Linked DNA regions of Mus musculus: region 2 is linked to region 1. Evidence: chromatin contacts called from public Hi-C data. All regions are on one chromosome and are shown on one strand. The core of a region is the stretch at or near the end of the contact, and the rest is flanking DNA. Distances in the headings are between cores, read along the strand shown.

Region 1 (6,565 bases), core at 131-2,630:
ATATCCTCCGTCTTTTTGTTTAAATTACTTTTTTACTTAGGGACAAGAAATTCTCATTCTGTCCAGGTTGGTCTTGAACTTGGTATCACAATCAATCCAAACTTATGATCCTTCTACCCCAACCAGTAGCTGGGATTTCAGGTCCATACTCCGAAGCCCAGTAAGAAAATCTGAATTTATTAAACGTATAATATCTTGCTCAAAACTGTAAAATGACTCAGTTGGCTGCCATTCACATTGCCCTCATTACACCTCTGCACCACAAACTTCTTTCTAGCAGGTCTCTTAGAGAACCTGAGAAACTAAGACACCCACGGTCACATTAAAAGCTTGGAGCTGTTCTCCTCTCTAACACTCATTTGATGATTGACTACTTTATGCTCACACTGGTGGACAGAACAATGACCACCAAGCTTCCTGCTGTAAGAGTCAAGGTCTGTAAGTACGCAAACATGCCGTGTTGAGTCATCTTAACTCAAGGAGCAGAAGGTAGGTCTAGCCTCAGCTGAGAGGTGACAAAGCTTTTCGATTAAGTGGTTGCTTGTACAGCAACAGGAAATGGCAGTTGGAAGTAGCGTGTAGGTGTAAGCTTAAGAAAATGAAGTATGTGGTGTAATATATGCAAAGGTCCTGTGGTGGGAGAGGGCTGGCTTAGCTTGGCTAGGATATCACTCAATTGTTTGGGGAGCTTAGGATACAGTGATCAAAGGTTCCAAAAGACAACGCAGTGAACAAGGTTGTGCGGGTCCAGGTAACAGAGCCTTGAGAGGCCCCACAGATTCTTGGCCCAATAGAGAGACAAATAACAAATATCTTGTTTTCAGTCTTCAGTTTTAAGTTATCTGGAGTTAAGGCAAGTTCTTTCACCAGCAACAGACAACTTTGAGAAGGTACCCTTCATGGGTCCTTGCCCACAGACCACCAGGGGGCAGCACGTTATCATGGCCAGAGCTGTTGAGGTAGGGGCTCCATGAAGACAACAGTGTTGCCAAATCTGGGAAGAGCAAAGACAGACAGTGTCTACTGAGATGCCTGTGCTTGGTTGCTTCAGAACCCAAAGTCAGTCTAAATGTGAGGCTCTGTTACCCAGACTGGAGCCTGTCCTCAGCAGTTTATCTGACAGTTCATCCTATAATGAACCCTAGATGTTGCCCTTGGGCTCTCTATCCAGGCCTCACACATGTAGCCACCAAAACAACTCCAAACCTGCTAAAAATAGCTTCTGAAAGAGAAACCGCCCAAGCCACCGACCACACTGGTACAACAGAGGCACTATGAGACCCTGAACGGACATCACAAAAGCCAGGGGGCAACCAGTCCAATTGGATGAACTATCCAGCCAAGTCTCCTGTTTCAGTCTCACCGGCAGAAGAGGAAGTGATACTTCACAGGCCATGTTCCTCGCTGGAACACCTCTTCGGTTAAATCGCTGCCATGGGAGCTGGGGACTTTACTCAGCAGCAGAGCATGTGCCTAGCATTCAGGATCTGATACCTTGGTTGGGGTCTGAAATCTGGTGCTGAAAAATAAAATCTGTAAGTGTGCCGGGATTTCAGTTCACATTTCTTTCTCTCTCTCTCTCTCTCTCTCTCTCTCTCTCTCTCTCTCTCTCTCTCTCTCTCTCTCTCTCTCTCTTTCTCTCTCTTTCTCTCTCTCTTTCTCTCTCTCTCTCTCTCTCTCTATGTCTCTATGTCTCTGTCTGTCTCTCTGTCTCTGTCTCTGTCTCTCTGTCTCTGTCTCTGTCTCTCTCTCTCTCTCTCTCTCTCTCTCTCTCTCTCTCTCTCTCTCTCAGTACATTGAGTTAATGGACAGCCTTTTATCTCCACTATCCCCATACCCCATCAAGCTACTGGCTTTACCCAAAGAAAGATATGGTCAACTGCTAAGTGTTCTTCCAAAAGTAATGTGAGGAGAATTCAGCCTCACCAAAACAAACAAACAAACAAACAAAAAACCTTCATAACCACAGACATCCGAATGGCTTTTATTTGTGTGTGCTCAGCTGCTAGAGTTCAGTCTAGATAAAATTGAATGTCTGTTTTATCCTATATTGCTTTACTATCTGCCTGATTTTCTGAGTGCCTCCCATTATACTAAGTACTTTGTTCCAGACATTGTATTATTGCTAAAAATTCTATCTCTTATATATATATTTTTTATTTCTCCACTAGAAATTCTGCATTTTAAACTATGAGCATATTTTCCTTTACAATGTGGAGTATAGTCTCAGTAAGACTTCAGCATCCACAACTGTAATTCCAGTGCAGGAACTGGCATTGTGCTCTCAGATGTCATTTTCCTTGTTCTCTGTGTATTGAGAATTTGCTACTGTGTCCAGAGCAGGGGAGAAGTCAATCACAGTCTTTGAAGAGTGCTAATGTTCTTTGTTTTAAAATGATAGTGATCTGGGGATGCTTGCCACCCTCACAACTGTGTGCAGCTCCGAGATCTGGCAGAGAGGTAGCAAGGCTTACACACAGAACCAGGACCCCGTTTTCCAAAATGTCTTCTCAGATTGTACCTTTCAGTCACTCTGAACTTTGGCATCTGGTTTTTCAACCTAGGGAGAAAGCAAATCATGACATGGAGTTTTATCCTTCTGATGGCACAGGCCAGGCCTTCCCTATCTCCCCACATTTTCCCGAAGATGAAGCATAACTCCGAAAGGACAAGTTATGGATGCAAGGTTAAAGCAATAGCTGGTAAATGTTTCATCCTAAAATCATACCTAGGCCAGTTCCATACATTTTTTTAGGCTGGGGCACAATTCTCAGCTGGAATCATTACCCTAGTGTGGTCTTGAGACAGCCATTGTAAGCCTGTTCTGTGCATCAGAGAGCTGCAAACAAAAGGCTGGTGCTCAGAGAGGACCAAAGACCTCTTGGACCATGTTGCTGAGGCTCCTACTCTTCAATTTAACTGGAAAGCAAAGAATTCATGGCAGTGCTGAATGACCGGACAACCCACGGTTTTAAGGTTTGTATCATAGTGGGACAGAACACTCCACAGAGCACCTAGAACAAAACAACCCCCCTTGACTAGCAAGCTGCTAACTCACAGCAGGGCACAGAGGCCTCCTCTATCTCCCTGGTCAGAGTGAGCCCCTTTCTTCAACTTGGAGCCCAGCACAGGGGCAGACAGGAGCATTGGCTGTACAGGAGTCCCTAACAGGCTTACATGTCAATTTCACCAGGCAAGGAAAAGAAAGCCAGGACCAGGGTTGGGGAACAGCCATACTGGGGAAGTTCCTGAAGCCTCCTAGCTTTGGTCAAGAAATGATTCTACTTTTTTGGAAAATCACATAATCCAAGTTTTCTGGGAGATTGCTGCATAATGTGTAACTAGTGTAGTGGTTGAAACTACGAACCCCAGTTTTCTGAGTTCCAAGTCCATCACACTGTTCAACTGTATGGTCTTGAAAGAATCACTTCACTGCTGAGTGCCTGTGTTTCCTTGCCTGGAAGATGAGGATTATAATAACACCCACCACTGCAGGAAGAAGGCGTTGGGCAATTAACTAAGTTACAATTGGAGTCTATTTAGAACACTATCTGATGTAGAAGCCATGGAGGCCATGTGTTAGCCTCTCATTGTATCAGCACTGCCTCTAATGCTATACATACTTCTGATGCTACTTCTTCCTACTGCTCTCTTACTGTAGATGTCACTGTCACTAGATTGGATGCTGCTATTAGCACAATTATTCTGCTGTGGCTGCTATGCACTACCTCTACTGCAGTGCTCTTGTCATGCCTACTGCTGCTCCTACTATTGCCTCTGTTACACAAATTAAGACCTAAAAGGCTAATATTTGGAAAATGAGAGTTGTTAGGTAGGACATGGGTTTGTTCAAGGGCCCGCAATATTCAAAAGAGGGACAGGGAGAATGTCTTCACAGACCACATTCAGAAGGCTCACTGTAGCAAAGGGCTCTTATAGGGAGGAAAAGAGGAAAACTACCCAGGGATTCTCACTCAGTGAATGTCTCCTTTCTTTTTCTCTGTCCCAAGCAAGGTACAGGCGCTAGATATACACTAATGGTAAGGTAGGTGATTTGTGTTAGTTGACATAACTAAAGTCAAAGGAAGGTCATTACAAAGACAATTAGAGGTTCTGGGCTCTGAAAATCTAAAGTTGTCATCTTCTTCACCTTCTTCACTGCTTGGGCATGGCTTCTCTGTGGAATTTGAAATGCTAGAGGTAGCCTTCCAAAGGATGAAGAAGGGAAGGGGAAATGAAGGATGCTTTCCCAAGCTTCCAATCAACCAAGTCAAATCTGACTCAACAGAGTCTTAGATTACCTCATCTAAGTTCAGGATTCCCAGTTGAACTTTAACATTAGACAAATAAGTGACTCTTCAGTTTTAGTATGTCCTGTGGGTAGAGGGTGATTACCCTCTGGAAAACGAGAGACTTGCATGCATTTCCTAAAGCCTTAGTCATTGTATATTGTGAAATGTAAACCTGATATGGTGTATAGGTCCACTGGAAGCCTCTGTGGCCTATGAATGCTAATACACTCTCTGTTTGTCCCTGTCCTGGCACTCTGGGCTGCTACCACCCCTGGAAGGAGGCTATGCTTGTGAGTCCTGTCTGTCTAAGGGAAGCCTTGAGGCTAGGTTGACTAAAAGTTGGCTAGGAGGACTCTGGTTCATCTAGAACTACAGGACAGCAGAAGGGAAGAGGAGTGACAATAATAGAGCACTAGACAGGAAGAAGACACTTAATAGAAGAGTAGTTTCAATGTGACCCTGGGATCCTCGGGAGCACAAATGGCATCAGAATAGGTCACTCAAAAATGTCTAATAGTTACCAAAGGAGGCCTGTTTTTCCAGTTGTCAAAGTTTCCCAATAAGAGTTTATTTACAAGGCAGCCAAGCATGATGAGGCAAAATCCTAAGTCCCAATTTCACCTTCCTGAGGATAGGGTTTAGGGTGATTTGTAAAGGAACCACACAGGGTGGAATGAGGCTTGAAAAATAAGGGGAAGTGATGTCATTATGGCCCTTGAATGCATAGTCAAGCTGCATGGCTTTTAATGAGATGGTGAGGAGATACAGGATGCTCTGAGGGTGACGTTTGAGCCCTCTGACCTCACAGGTCATAATATCCATGTCTATAAGTCCCATATGAATGGGATGAAGTTTTGGCAACTTACAAGTTCCTAGGAAACAACTTGAGGAACTGTGACCATCTTGACTTGGCAGGTGTTATGAATAGTATGTTGGAAGTCTGTTGATTAGAGGGCAAATTTCAAAACTGATGATAAAGACAAAACAAAGCAAAACCAAAAATCCTAGAAATGAGCAAAGGTGAAAGTCTACCCAGGTTTCCCCCTGGCTTCAAGGTGTGACAGTGGAGAGCCTCCCATTGCCCTTTAAAACAGAACAGGGTGTTGTAGCTGAACAGCAAGCTCTTCTGAAGGCATTTCCTCTGGCTCACTACATATTGTTTGGAAGAAAGCCCTAGCAGTGATCTGCCCATCTGATGTCCTCGGAAGCCCTCTGGATTCACCCAGAGATTTCAGGACACTGCCCAGTCTGTATGTTCAGAATTGTTTCATTGTATTTGGCTCTGCACAATCTGTACATGTCATTTTAGCAACTACAGCCATAGAAGAGGAAGATCATTAGAATAACACCCATTATCAAGTACTTGGTGTCTACAAAGTATTATCCAGATCTATACCCAGTAACAATACCAAGAAGCTGAGAAAAGATAGCTATCTTCATGATGAAGTGCAAACTCTTGGCAGGACAGGAGCCAGAAAGGAAGGGAACTTGGTGCCTCCCCAGCATCCCACTGCTTTACCCATGGCATCAAAGGAGAAAGTGTAATTGTTCTGTAAGAAACAGACTAGTTCTAGCTGTAAAATAGACACTGTGGATAGATTGAAGTCCATAAAAAAGGGCATCCAAGATGGTATGCAAGGGGGCAATAGCTACCAGCAGACTCCTGGAGAGTTGAATAAATAAAGAGGTTTCTCCCACTTTCTGAGAACAGTTTATCATTTATAGTCATGGATTCTGAATCCTCAGCTTTAACAAAACATGGGTGGGAAGTATCTAGGAAAAATACCCTCGTGGTAAATATGCACAGACTTTGACTTTGTCCTTATCAAATTTCCCTAAACAATATAATAACTGTTTATAGCATTTGCATTGTGTTAAGTGTTGTAAGCACCCTCCTTATGTTTCTTGACTTTGATAGTTTAGCTTCTTTGTTCACATGTTTGTCTCACAATAGGATCTTGATATGCAGCCTTAAACTCACAATCCCCTGCCTCTACCTCCCAAGTGGTGGTTTCACAAGCAATGTGCCACCATGTATGGCTTGATTTTGATATTTTTAGAGTATTGTTTACTAATTTTGTATGGCATCTGTTGGCATAAATGTTTTTCAACCTTCTTTTAATAAGGGTCTGTCATCTCCTCTAGCCCATTACCCAGCAGAGGTAGTGAAAGAGAACAAATCTTGGGATATGGGAAGTGAACCTGTTCAGCAATAGTTCTTTGGGGGCAAGTTCAATTTTCTTTGGCAGCAGTTCAGTCTCATAGCAAACACC
Region 2 (6,195 bases), core at 1,068-3,567, 180 kb after region 1:
CTATGCCTGGTACCCATGTATAAAAGCCAGCCATGCTAGAAGGTGTTTATGATCCCAGGACTGTGTCGGGGGTGAGGGGATGCCTAGGACTTGTCTAGCCAACCTAGTGAGTTGGTAAGCACAAACCAATGAGACACCCTGTCTCACAAAGCAAGGGAGACCTGGAGAGATGGCTCAGTGGTTTTGAGCACTTGTTGTTTCTGCAGAGGACCCACACAGGATCGACTCCCTGCATCCACATGGCACCAGGGAATGCAATGACTCTTCTGTCCCTCATGCGCATTAAACACATGTGGTGCACATACATACATGCAGGAAAACACTCACACATAAAATAAAATTAATAAATCTAATTTTTCAAAAATTAAAGGTACCTCTCAAATACATGGCTTGCAAATATTTTCTTCCAATTAATGGGTTACTTTTCACTTTCTTCATATTGTTTTTGATGCCTGAAAAGTTTTAAGTTTGGGTCACCTTTAGCTTATGCACATTTTATTTTATTGCCTTGTACTTTGTTTTAATGTACAGTTGATTATAGTCACATTTGATTAGTCTCCTCCTACGTTTTCATATAGTTTTAGCTCTTACACTTAGGTGTCTGATCCATTCTGAATTAACTTTGTATATGGTATCGTGTGAGAGCTGAACTGCATTCTTTGGCATTTGAACATACAGGCTCCCTAAGACCCTTTTGGGGAGGTCTGTCTGTAATCGCATCAAATGGTCATGGTACCATTTTTGAAAATCAGTGGGCCACACATGAAAAGGCTTAAACCTGAAAGTCTTGATTCTATTCATCTTTATCTTTGTCTTCACACTATCCCCGCACTATTTTGATTACTATAACTTTATGGTAAGTTTTGAAGCAGGAAGATTTCCAACCTTGTTTCTCTTTTTCAAGATTCTTCTGGCTACTTGGAATCCATAGAAGTGAATATGAAGGTTTGAATGGAATTCTGTAACTTCTATAATAAAAATGTCATTGCTATACTTATAGATATTGAGTTAAATCTATTACATTGGGAGGAATTGACATCTTAATATTAACACCCATTCATGAATAGAAGGTTTTCTTTTGACCCAAGAATGGAGACTTTTCCATTATTTGTTCTCAATTTCTCTTTTTGTGTGTATTTATGTATATGTCTTTGAGTGTGTGTGTTAGTGTGTAGAGTAAGTCCATGCACATTGGTGCATGTGGAGGCCTGAACACAATCTTAAGATATCTGTATACACAAGAGGAGAGGGAAATATATAAATTACTATAGCCAAGCAGCAGAAACAAAGGACATGGGTAAATATTTCCCCCAAAACATTTACTAATTCAACAAAGAGGTCTAACCCTGTAGGGATGAATCTTTACTCTAGGCAGACCCATAGCCCCGTTCATTCATGTCCTTTCAGGGGCTTCTTTCCTGAGTCTTTGGCATTTTTTTCCTAATGTATAAACTCAGAAGAAACTCTGGATATTAAGGAGACCCTGTGCATATCTTTGGAAGTGCTTTCTCTATCTATGCAGATTTCTTCTTTTGGGAGTTCTGCCCTATACATTTTAGCCATCTGGCTTTCCTTGAACTCTCAGTTCAATCATTTAATTTGGAGGCTCAAGGAAGCTCTAGTCAGGACTCCCTTCCCCTTGTTCTGTGACCTGGAAACTCTCAAGGCAGAAGCATCATGGTCATTTCTTTCCTGTCCCTCGGGCTTTCTTATCCTCCCTTGCCGGCTCTCTGCTATATCTATTCTCTCTCTCTCCCTCCTCCCTCCTCCCTCCTCCCTCCTCCCTCCTCCCTCCTCCCCCCTCCTTCCTCTTCCCTCTCCCCTCCTCCCTCTCCCCTCTCTCTCCCCTCTCTCTCCCCTCTCTCTCCCCCTTCCTCTCTCCCCTCTCTCCCCCCCTCTCTTTTTCTTAAGATAGGATGTCATGGCCCTAACTGGCTTGAAATTTGCTATGTAGACCAGACTGGCCTCAAGTACACAAAGATCCATACACACAGCAAAGAGATTAAAGTCATACACTATCTCCCTCAACTTATCTGCTATCTGGAAAACCATTATTTATGTGTGCTTCTGTTAATTAATTTGCTTTGTTGTTTGTTGCTTGTTTTTAGGCTAAAATTGTCCCATTTGCCCAAAATTCAGCCCATCAGTCTATCTTATGAGTAAAAACAGTCTTTTCTAGGAAAATGATATCTTAAAAGAGGTGTGATCCCAAGCATGTAGCTGGATCACCCTATGAGAGGCCATTATATCACCCAGGGTACCCTCTTACATTGCCACATGAAAAACAATACCTCTTAATGCCAGTAGGAGGCAGTGCAATGCTCAGAAACCATGGTGAATGGATCACCCACACCTGTCCTCTCATAGAGGAAACTGCACAGCCTCATTGCCTCCTAAAATGAAGCAACCACTCAGTGTTATATTTTAGTGCTGAATGACAGGCACCAGCTAATCTTTGGAGACAACAGAATCTAGTCCTTTTTGCTTTTACAGAGGAAGAAATAAAATGTCAGTAAATGTCAAGGTCAACAGAAACTGGCATACCAGGAGATGAGACATTTCCATGGAGCCCTAGAGAGTGAAATGTGCCTGAATGGATGGTATAGGAGGCAAGAAAGTCAGAGAATTAGGAACAGAGAACCCCAGAATATTCTCCTGGAATGCCCATGCAAGCAGGTCATTTCCACACATTGAGAACATTTCATCTGAAAACTCACTGCTTTGATTCAAGTGTATCAATGTTCATATGAAGAAGCAAAATCTCCCCCAAAGCCTTGATTGAGGCCAGACAGAAAGTTCAGCACTGACCTGGGATCCCTGCCAAGAAAACCTGAGTCTTAGTGAGACCCTCTTGCATCTGAACCATTGAACATTCTGACAAGTGGGATAGAGATGCAAGGGAAGAGACTCTGGACTTCTGAGGTGACAAGACCATTTGATGTGATTAGAGACAGACATCTCAACAATGGTATTAGGACACCTGTATGTTCAAATGCAAAAGAATAAAGTTCAACCTTCATATGACACAAGACAATCCAGAGCACAATTTTGTCATGAAGTGCCAAGGAGTAAATGGGTGCATTATATATCTCTTTGATTGGTATATTGGAGTAAGGTGGCCAGCCCTAGCTTGTTGGGACTGATAGAGTCCAGGCTTGGATTCTATAACCACTCTAGTAACATCCACGGGCATAAGAATAGAAGAGAGAGGTCTGAGGTTCCTCGCAAAGCTTCTGGAATGCACGAAGCACCTTTTCCACTTCTTCTTTTCAGCCAAGAACTTTAATAACTTTGACAGTGCAGAGTCCAAAGGACAGGAGCCATGTGATTCCAGGTCACTCTGCAATTAACTCAGAAACCCATGGGAAGATGTTTGTTCTTGTGAATATACACTATTTCTGCAGTCCCAGGACTCAGCCCCAAGGTCGAAGTAAGCCCCTGATTGCATGGCTACTGATGAACAGATTAATATTTTACTTTGTTTGTATTTGTTGGCAAGAAACCTGCAGCCATGTAGCTCCCAACTGGACTGCAGGGAAACACAACAATGATCTGTTCATTTCTTTTTAATTCATAATCTATGTCAAATCTGCTTACTTTAATTTCTATAGACTTTCTTTTGCAAAGCAAGTTTAGGTTCACTGAAAAATTGAGCAGAATCATTTTTAAAATATAAAGCACATTGGAATTAATGCCTCAACACTAGGCCCAGTGAAAAAAAGGACCAAACATGCAATCCAGTCAGCTATGTCTTATTCCCCCTGCAGCTCAATAAACATGGGGTGATGGTACCAGGCTAGGGAGGACTGGTGCTCAGCTATCATGAATACAACAGGGTATATGGCCTGTCAAACTTCCAGTGTTCAAAATATTGCCACTACGGACCAACTTGAGGATAGGGGATTTGGACTCTGGCACAACCACCCTGTGGCAGAGACCACTAAAACCTATTATGAATAAATGGTGAAGGGCCTCTGCCTTGCACTGTAGCCATGTGAGTTGTCTAAAGAGTCAGGTGTACTTGTGGCTGAAGCGGCCTTCCTTTGGTCAGAACATTTGGGTTGTATGAATCCAGTAACCTAAGCCACAGACCCCATATGAGGCAAGTGTTCTCCATACATCAGGATTCTACACTGGTGTAGGCTTGGTTGTTGCCCCCCTCCCCACTGCACCTCCAGGAACCTGTGTCCGAGCCTCATTTATATCAACAGAGAGGAGATACTTTTCCACTGTTGGAAAAGGCACTGTCTTGGTCTGTTGTTTCTATAGCAGACTATTTGAGAGTGTGTGATTTATTAAAGAAGGAGATTTGTTTAGATAATACTGTGCAGCTGGAATTCCAAGACTGGACAGCTTTACTTAGCAAAGGCCTCACACTGTATCATAGAATAGCAGAAAAGCAGAAGGACATAAAAAAGTGTGGAAGAGAGAGCACACAAGAGAAGCTCATGGCTTTGTTGACAAGCTTCTGTCTTGGTGAATAATCAGGTCTCACGAGTAAGACCTCATGCACTTCCTCTAGAATCTGCCCAGCTCCCTAGTCCTAAAAGGAAGAACAGCCCAAATCCCTTCAAAATGGTAGATCACCATAACCTAATCACTGTCTTAAGGTCCCACCACCTCTCTACTGTTATACTGATGGCCAGTTTTCAGTTTGAACTTTGGTGGGGACACATAACAGCTACACAATAAGCAGACTCATTTAAGTCATAAGGATGAAGAAAACAGTCTGAGGCCTAGCCTCCCAGTGTAAACAAAATGGGGAGGCAGGAGGTCCCTTCTGGAGGTGAAGAGGGTGGGAGGGGACAGCTAGAAGAAGAGAGAATGACATCCAATGGAAACCAAGGGCATGGTAGGCTGGGCTGAGCCAGAAGATGCCACAAGAATCCTGGAGCTGAAGCATTGATTCCTAGTAGGCAGCAGGGACCCAGCAGGAAGCATGACATGTGATGGGACTTGGCAGACTGACAAACATAAATGGGGGGGGGGGCTTAAAACTTACCAGATATCCTGGAGAAAGTGAGCATCCTTCAGGAATGGGTAGGAAATGAATAGAGGTAAGTCTTAATGGTCACTGCCCCAACTGATGAAGAAACTGTTGGAAATGTGACTTTTTGTCATCATGTTCTTAGCTAGCATGATCTTTGAGGTCAAACTTCTTCAAATCCTACTGTATTTCTCATGAGCCATGTCACCACCACAGGTGACTGTCATTTCATCTCCCAGAACCCAAGTTTATCCATCTACCCAGTGTCTAACCCACCACCTCTTGTGGTGTCTGAAAATTAAATGAACATCAAGGACCAGACACAGCATCTACCTCAGATCAGGAACACTAATATCAGGTAGGTGGGGGTGGAGAGAAATAAGCCAAATACAAAGTAAATTCAATTTCCGAGGGAGATAGGTGCCAGGAGGAGGAATAGGGAAACAGGTGAGGATGAGTAAGAAAGAACTGAAGCTGAGGGTGACTTCTCTCAACCAGGGTATGTTCTCAGCTCTCCCAGGCAGAGCCCTCTCTCTACTCACCTTTGCCTTACGTATTTCTGTACATCCTCTATACCCACTGGAATGCTGAGCTCAGCTGGTCAGGGAGCCCAAAAGTCTCATACCAATCCCCCAAAGACTTTCTTCATAAACGACACATTGTATACTGCATCGAAGGCTTTGCCAAAGAATAAACATCATAATGTTATTCACATTTGAGCTGGAAAGATCACCAAATGATTCCTGTTTTTCAATCTGATTGTTAGCACTTGGTAAGTCAGCTAGCTTATTTTTATTAACAAAATCACTGTGTTCCTCCAGCTACTGTGATACTTACCTGAATTAACGGAGATTGGAGGCAAAAACTGGCCATAGGGAGTACCAAGGGCTCACAACAAGTTTCTATTAACAGACTAATTAAAGCAGGCTTTGATGGTTTTAGGAAGTGTGGCCCCATCTGGGTGTGCAAACAAGGGCTTCTGGGTCATGGGAGAACTAATAATAACTTCTCTTGGCTGCGCTTTGCAGCAAAGTCTTAACTCATTAGGCCACTGGTAGTGTGCATTGTTCAGCTTTCAGAAAAATATTTTTGTTTTGAAGCTTATTAAACTGTTTTTGCTCTCTAGTGTCAGGAGCACACTCCCTTCGAAATCCCTTACTACTTTAAAGTTTCCTAAATGGTCCTTGTGGAAAATCCAGAGGGCCAAA

What was found. A called contact is a pair of places that touch in the nucleus more often than the background predicts.
Region 2: a Hi-C map of pre-B cells shows a contact between it and region 1, with 2.8 times the contacts expected there. The contact joins two enhancer-like sites. A contact is called at or near these places in 11 of 484 Hi-C or Micro-C datasets (bone marrow-derived macrophages, embryonic stem cells, morula and 1 more) and 3 of 115 datasets of contacts at active chromatin or transcription factors (the 230-238 cell line, acute myeloid leukemia and large pre-B cells).

What each region holds. Positions count from the first base shown.
Region 1 is chr2:148,374,596-148,381,160 of GRCm38.p6, forward strand. Gm39957 (a long non-coding RNA gene) reads right to left here. Exons shown (of 3, transcript XR_866841.1): 3 at 1,735-2,560. Among named protein-coding and RNA genes, the nearest start is that of Gm39957, 14 kb to the right of the region's middle. Within about 2 kb of position 1,381, at least 37 of the 459 cell types and tissues checked have an H3K27ac peak or open chromatin away from gene starts, as enhancers often do. A contact at or near this core is called in pre-B cells, where this site is marked.
Region 2 is chr2:148,556,249-148,562,443 of GRCm38.p6, forward strand. Gm46770 (a long non-coding RNA gene) reads right to left here and starts at 5,893. Exons shown (of 4, transcript XR_001783504.1): 1 at 5,825-5,893. Within about 2 kb of position 2,318, at least 3 of the 459 cell types and tissues checked have an H3K27ac peak or open chromatin away from gene starts, as enhancers often do. A contact at or near this core is called in pre-B cells, where this site is marked.